Linked DNA regions of Gossypium arboreum: region 1 is linked to region 2. A link is a contact called in public Hi-C data. All regions are on one chromosome and are shown on one strand. Each heading gives the region's core, a stretch centred on a gene start, on an enhancer-like site or on the middle of the called end of the contact. The rest is flanking DNA. Distances are from core to core; before and after follow the strand shown.

Region 1 (3,524 bases), core at 442-2,941, 100 kb before region 2:
AGGGTTTAGATCCGGAGTCGTCGATTGTAGAGGAACCGGTCTCTGCACCGGTATTGTCCTGAAAAGACAAGCTGTTAGGAGGACCCTCTACCTTGGGGGAGTTGACTGGAACATCAGAAATAAAGATGGGGATGGAATCTTCTCTGGAATTTGCTGAAGGAGACATAAAAAAATCGTCCGTTAATGAAATTCCTTCTATTGTTTTTTTTTCTGAAAGGATCAATCAAATACTTATTAATGATATGGCTATGACGGTTGTGATAAAACTGCTTGACCGGAATATCGGCTTTCTTTCACTGCAAGACAAGATTTCAAACTTATGGAGACCCTCGATGTCTTTTCACCTAATGGATATAGAAAACGGTTATTTTCTGGTTAAATTTCATAGCAAAGAAGATTATGATAAAGTTTTATCTCAAGGGCCATGGATTGTTTTTGGACAGTACTTAACAGTTCAATCCTGGTCCAAGGATTTTGATCCTGCAAGACCTTACCCGAGTTTGGTCAAATCTTGGATTCGGCTTCCTAGTCTGTCGGGTCATTTGTACAATTGAAAAATCCTAGGAGATTGGAGAACTGATAGGAAAGGTTGTTATGTTGGACTTCAACACAGACAGTAGGGCCAGAGGCAAATTTTCTCGCATGTCGGTTTTCATTAATCTTGACAAACCCCTGGATTCCCAAATTCTAATAAATGGTGTTCCTCAAAGGATTCAATACGAATCTCTGTCGATTGTTTGCTTTGCCTACGGTAGATACGACCATGGAAAAGACTTTGTGTCCTTCTACTAAAACTGATACGGTGAAAGAGGGTGAACAGATTGTTGCAACTGGAAATGGGAATAATGCTATAGTGTTAGAGACGGTCGGCGGTGAGACTGAATCGGCGAACTTTGGCCCTTGGATTCTTGTTGAGAAAAAATCAAGGCGGAATCCTAGGGGAAATAGGGGATTTGGGGCTGAAATCAAGGGAAATAATTTCTTCGAATCTCGTTACATTATTCTGAATTATGCAAATCAGAAGGGTTGTGGTTTTGAAGGGATTTTAAAGGGGAAACAAATGGACATGAAATGGAAATGCTGGATAATAATAAGAGGGGCTGCTTTGCAGGCCTCTAAATGGGAAATGGCCCACTCCCTTTTCTATCAAGACTTTAGCCAACTTGGGGCTTGGGTTGTCTAAAGGCCATTTTAATGGTCATTCTCTTAATTGTGATGGGCATGGTTTGCTATCCGAGGCCCAAGTAAAAATACCCATGCAGTCGATTGGGTCGAAGATTACTTCTACTCCAGGCTAGATTAAGATCCTGGGGGACCATATGGACAGCATAAAAAATGTGGGCTTGGAGAATCCGAAATTTCCAATGGAGGATCGTTTGTTGCTTTCCCAAAATCCACCGATTCAGACTTTGTCCAATGGAGAAAAACCCCCAACGACAACCACTGATAATTTTAATGATTTTTTTTTTTTAATTCTGTTATTCCTAATGCAAACTCATCTCACTTTAATCCCACTTTTGAAGGTACAATTGAATTGCAAGTGGGAGTCAAAGAAGGGTTGCTTGATACAGGGAGCCATAGTGTTGTAACTTTTAAAGGAAATGGCTCTCATAACACAACCAAATCAAATTATGGGAACGATGCCGTTTCTGAGGGGAGACCTTCTTCGTTTCCAGTTGGTGGTAACAGTGGAAGAAAAGTGGATGATAGTCGACGTGGGAAGAAATTAAATAAAATCTTCCGCGATCCAGGGAGGAATTTTAAAGTGTCCAGCTCTTCGCAGGTTCCCTTAACTAAGTCGGTCAACTCTATGGTTGACTTAATATCGGCACAGCTAGTATCTGAGACTGGTAAGGAGCAGCCGAGGGTTCTTTTGGAAGTCTCGGTTACGATGGAACAGGACAAGTTTTCTTTTTTATTTATTTTCCAATATTTTTGCTAATGGATTTAAATATTACTATTATGTCATGGAATTGCCAAAGGTGTGTAGGGATTAATTTTTCTCGTGTTTTTAAAGAGTATAACTTGGAATACAAGCCTAACATTATGAGTTTATTAGAACTCAGAATTAGTGGTTTTAAAGCTGACGCTGTTATTGCTAAATTAGGCCTTCAAAATTCTCATCGTGTAGAAGCAGTGGGATTTTCTCGGGTTCTATGGATTGGTTGGAAAGATTATATAAAATTTGAGGTTGTTAAGAATAATACTCAATTTATTTTGACTCATGTTCTCAGTAACAGTCTATCTGAAGGTGTCTTTATTACTTTTGTTTATGGAAACTTGAACAGAATGAAACAAAAATTCCTTTGGAAAAGATCTTAAGAGGTTCCCTAATGGGCCGGTCCCTTGGATGGCTATAGGGGATTTCAATGCCATTCTTTCTGGAAGTGATAAGGTTGGAGGTCGCTTGAATGGTAAACATTGTTCTCTTTTTGGAGATTCTGTGGACTCTTTGGCTTTGCAGGATTTAGGCTTCAAGGGCCCTACATTTACTTGGCAAAGAGGTAGGGTCTTTGAAAGGCTTGATCAAGCCATTGGTAATGATGAGTGGATCAAAGCTTTTCCTTAATTGTATGGTCTCCCATCTTCCCAGAATCAAGTCAAATCATCATCCCATTTTTTTCTTGCTTAAACCGTAGCCTTCGAACTTCGCAGGACGTACGTTTTGATTTCTGGCAAGTTGGACCGGACACAAATACTTTTCTGATTTTATTTAAAAAAATGGAATTTTAATGGTAGCATGTTCAAGACCCTCATTAGTTTTTCTGCTAATATTTCGGTTTGGAATAAAATTGTGTATGGTCATATTAGGTCGTGGAAAAAACAGCTTTTACACAGGTTGGCTAACATTCAAAGGGTTTTGGGAAGATCTAATGCAGATCGCTTTCTTCTTATTGAGATGCAGGTTGGGGAAGAATTGGAATCTGTTTTGCACAATGAAGAGTTGCTTTAGAAGCAAAAGTTTAGATGCAATTGGTTGCAACTTGGCGATCTTAATTGTCGAAACACTTTTTTGAAATCGACTTATTTTGAAAACGAAAATGGAGTCGCCACCAATCCTTTTTGTTAGGTGTGATTGAATCACCTCGTAATTTGATCATTTTTTGTAAAAGTTTCATATTTACAAGACAGTGATTTTTAGTTTACAAAACCTAGCAAATGGGTTCGAGAGGTCGGTTACGTACAAGGAAGGATTAGCACCATCGTAATGCCCAAAATTGATAGCTAGTTGATTAATTGATATCTTGGTGTCGAGAACTGAAAATTTGAAGAAAATGTAAGATACGATCCCACCTTGCATAATGATATTTTTAATTAAAGTCACTTGAGTAAATTAAAACATATGTGAAAGGCCTTCTTATCTCGAGATAAGCAAAAGGGTCGTGTCCCTTAAGTTAGGACACGACATCTCGAATTCTCAAAAATAAGCTTGCTCATTATTTGATTATTAATTAAATCTCATGTGTTTTAGTTTTAAAAGGGATATTCGGTTATTTAGGTTCAAGGAGAAAGTCGAACCCTGT
Region 2 (3,878 bases), core at 993-3,492:
GATTTTACGAGTCTCGTGGTCCACTGATTTACAATCACGACTTTTGGTTTTCTTACGGTCTGCTGATTTACTATCACAACCTTTGGCTTTCTCACGGTCCGTTGATTTACGATCGCGACTTTTTACTTACGAGAAATACAATTCGCAGCATTTCTAAAAATACAGTTCGAAGTATTCTACAATATAGTTGATTTCCTTAAAACAATCTATCCAATAATCTTTTATCTCTTATACCACACTATCGGACAACAAAATTTACTCAATAACTTTTTGAGTTAAAACTTACGTAGTAAGCTCCCAATTACACGTTGCATGCGTGTAATTTTGTCTCAGAAGAATCACTTTATAACTCTTCTTCAACAATGTGGCAACGAACTGTTATAAAATATATCTTAACTCGACTCGAAATCTGATGCAAAAGAAACCACCTTAGATACATTTTTAAGGACCCTTTTGGGGGTCAACTCTAGAGAGACAATACCTTTTATCTTCCTCTTCACCAAAACATTTCCGTTCAATTCCACCAACCAGAAAGTGTATCAACAAGTGTTAAACTTTTATATGTCGTTTTACATTTTGCTTCAATGTAGCTTCAAATGCCGATTTTGATTTTAGAACTGCATGTTCTATTCCATCACCTGAAGATGCATTGATATGATGCCACCTGGTTTGTACAACCCCTATCAATCAACCGATTTTCTTTTGTTTTACTATTGAATATAAAGCAAGTTGCAATAAACATACGTTCCTCCTGTAACTAATTTCCATTAACAGTATGATCTTAAGCTCTCAACAACTGCCACTACCCCTAGTTCTCACAAACATTTTGCATGTGTCTCATTTGTTTATAGGACCTACATTGGTATCTAACATGAACCAACAGGGATACTTCTTTCCTTTATCCTTGGCACCATTGGCCAAAAAGTTTAGAGTTTGGGTTCAAATTTTAATATAAATTAAAATATTTAAAAAATTTATATAAATTAATATATAATATTAATACTTGATAAATGGATGTTTAATATAGTTAAATGTAAGAGTTACAAAGTTATTAGAATAATAACTAAAAGAAGTATATCAAATAAATTTTAATATCTCTTAATTTTTGACAATTATTCATGATATTTTTAATGTGTTGAAAGTGTTGAATTATCTTCCTTATCAATATTTTAAAAAAATATGAAATAAATAAATTTTAAAAATCAAGATTTACTATTATCAAATATTAAAATTACATGTAGTTTTAAAATTTACTAATATACTGAACAATTTTATAATATAAAATTAATATTTATAAATTTCTATACTAAAAATTCAATATTTAATTTTTCATATATATTTTTCATTTATCAAATAACAACTTAGTAAATATAATTTCTATGATAAATTATACGAAATATAAGATAAATTGAAAACTAGAAAATGAATTAGTTATTTGTAAAAAAAATAATCATGAAGCCAACATATAACTAGTATTTAAGGGTTGGGAAGAGTTACACATAATTTTAGGCATTGTATTAAAAAATTAATAGTTTTTCACAAAATAAAACCACATATCTGCTTTTTGGTGTCATGAGAACACAATATGTCAAACACAAGATTAACACAAATACAAAATTCACACTAGCAACAACAATTTCTAAACAAAAATGTTAAATATTTCTAATCAATATTCATGAAATTTAAGATTATAAATACGATCAATCTTAATTTCTTTAAGGATTTGTATTAATACAAATATAAAAATTATTACGAATCAAGAGGTTATGAATCTCATACAAAATTAATATCTCAAAATCATTTCATTAATAAAATTGAACTTTGCAAAAAATCGTAACTCATCACAAATAAAGCTACCATTTTAGTTTTTAGAGATTAATCAGTACATCTTGTAAAGAAAAAAAAGTTGCTATTAAATTAGGGAGACTTACTTAAAAGTATTAAAATATAGTCTATATATCTTGTAAAAATTTAGAGTGTGTGTGTGAAAAATAAGAGAAATTTGAGAGATAAGTGATAAATGTTGGAAGAAAAATATTAGAAATTTTTGTGTTTTAGTGAGCGGAGAAAGATTAATTTATTTTCTTATAAAATAATTTTTTATAAACTATTTTAAATTTTTTAGTCAATTTACTAATTTATAAATTAAAAATATATATTTTGAATTGACCCTTAGGTGGCTCCATTTTGTTTCTCTTTGTTCCTTTTTCTATCATTCTAAACCCTTTTCCTATGTTATTTGACGTGTCTGCTTTATCTTGTTCTTAGCTTGTACTGCACCCATAACATGGTCCCCTTGCCTTCAGCATAAACAGTATTTACAAACTCTGACATAAGGATTTGGACAAGTCTCTTGAATCTTCAAGAGGAGAAATTATTTACAGATACTCCTCGAAAAGAGTTGTGATAACCTTCTCGACTATTTTAAAAGAAGTTATTTCATATAACTTAATTAAACCTCTTGACATTTGTTTATAAGATATAATGAGTCATTGGCTTGCAAGAACCAGTAAAAATGATATATACTGGTTCACGTGAAAATTGGGCTTGAATGCTCATAGTGCAAATTGATTAATTCCCTCTGCAAAATAAATTTATTTCTTTACAATGCAAGACAGTCAAACCCAACTTTTTATTTTAAAATAAAAATAGAGTCACCACCAATTCTTTTTCGGTCTACAAAATCCAGGAAATGAGTTCAAGAGTTAGTTACGCATAAGGAAGGATTAGTACCCTCGTAACGCCCAAAATTGGCACCTAGTTAATTACTTGATGTCTTAGCGTCGAAAATTGAGAATTCGAAGAGATTTTAAAATACGATCCCCTATTTTCATGATGTTATTTAATTAAAATATCGCTAACTAAATTAAATTTTATGGAAAAAAAACTTTCTTATTTTGAGAAGAAAAGATCATGCCCCCTAAGTTAGGGCAGGAGGTCTCGAATTCTCGAAAACAAGAATAATTGTCATTTAATTATTACCTAAGTCTACGTGTCTTGTATTTTAAATAGGATGTTTGGTTATTTCGGTTCTAGGAAGGGGCCATACTCAGTAAGTTAGGAGCACAACTCCTCGAATCCGAAAAATAATGAACATTGCCTTGGTTTTAAGTTTTTTTATGTGCTTACGTCGAAAAACGGATGAGTGTATGTAGCATAATTTACAATGTACGATAATGACAAAATTATGGTATTAACAAATAACAACATAAATAATAGAATAAAATGACAATACTATAGTGAATACAATAATAAGAAATAATAATAACAATAATAATATTCAATTAATAATACTATATGATAATAATGATAATAATAGTGAAATAATATAAAATGTATGATAATAATATAATTACATAAAATATTGATATTTGAGAAAAATTTTAAAAATATTAATTAGCAATGATAATTACTTAATAATATTAATAGTATCAATAATTAAAAATAAAAGACCAAAATAAAACAATCAAGAAATTTTTGGTAGAAAATGTAAATAGAAAAATTATAAATACTAGAAATTAAAAAAGAAATAAATGGGCTAACTCTAAAAATAAATGATTGAATTAAAATTTAAACAAAATTTAAATCATGAATTAAAAAAATAAAGAAAAGGGAAATAAAGGACTAAATTTGAAAATATAACAAAATTAAAAGCCTAAATTTTAAGGAAACAAAATATAAAGGATTAAATTAAAATGGGATAAAAAAGTACAAGGACTCAGAGTACAATTGCCCCGACCACATTTACACGTTTCATTCCCTCAGTGGGTCAACAGTGGGTTAATGGACTAAATTGCGCAAGAATAAAATAAAAGGGCAAAATATAAATGAAATAATGAACTATAAGACGAGATTGAAAAATAACAAAAAATTAGAAG

Evidence for each region. A called contact is a pair of places that touch in the nucleus more often than the background predicts.
Region 1: a Hi-C map of leaf shows a contact between it and region 2, with 2.9 times the contacts expected there. The contact joins two enhancer-like sites. A contact is called at or near these places in 2 of 5 Hi-C or Micro-C datasets (both in leaf).

What each region holds. Positions count from the first base shown.
Region 1 is chr3:10,753,113-10,756,636 of ASM2569848v2, reverse strand. No RefSeq gene overlaps it. Among protein-coding and RNA genes, the nearest start is that of LOC108474477, 7.2 kb to the left of the region's middle. Within about 2 kb of position 1,691, at least 2 of the 2 cell types and tissues checked have an H3K27ac peak or open chromatin away from gene starts, as enhancers often do. A contact at or near this core is called in leaf, where this site is marked.
Region 2 is chr3:10,651,530-10,655,407 of ASM2569848v2, reverse strand. No RefSeq gene overlaps it. Among protein-coding and RNA genes, the nearest start is that of LOC108475862, 8.5 kb to the left of the region's middle. Within about 2 kb of position 2,242, at least 1 of the 2 cell types and tissues checked has an H3K27ac peak or open chromatin away from gene starts, as enhancers often do. A contact at or near this core is called in leaf, where this site is marked.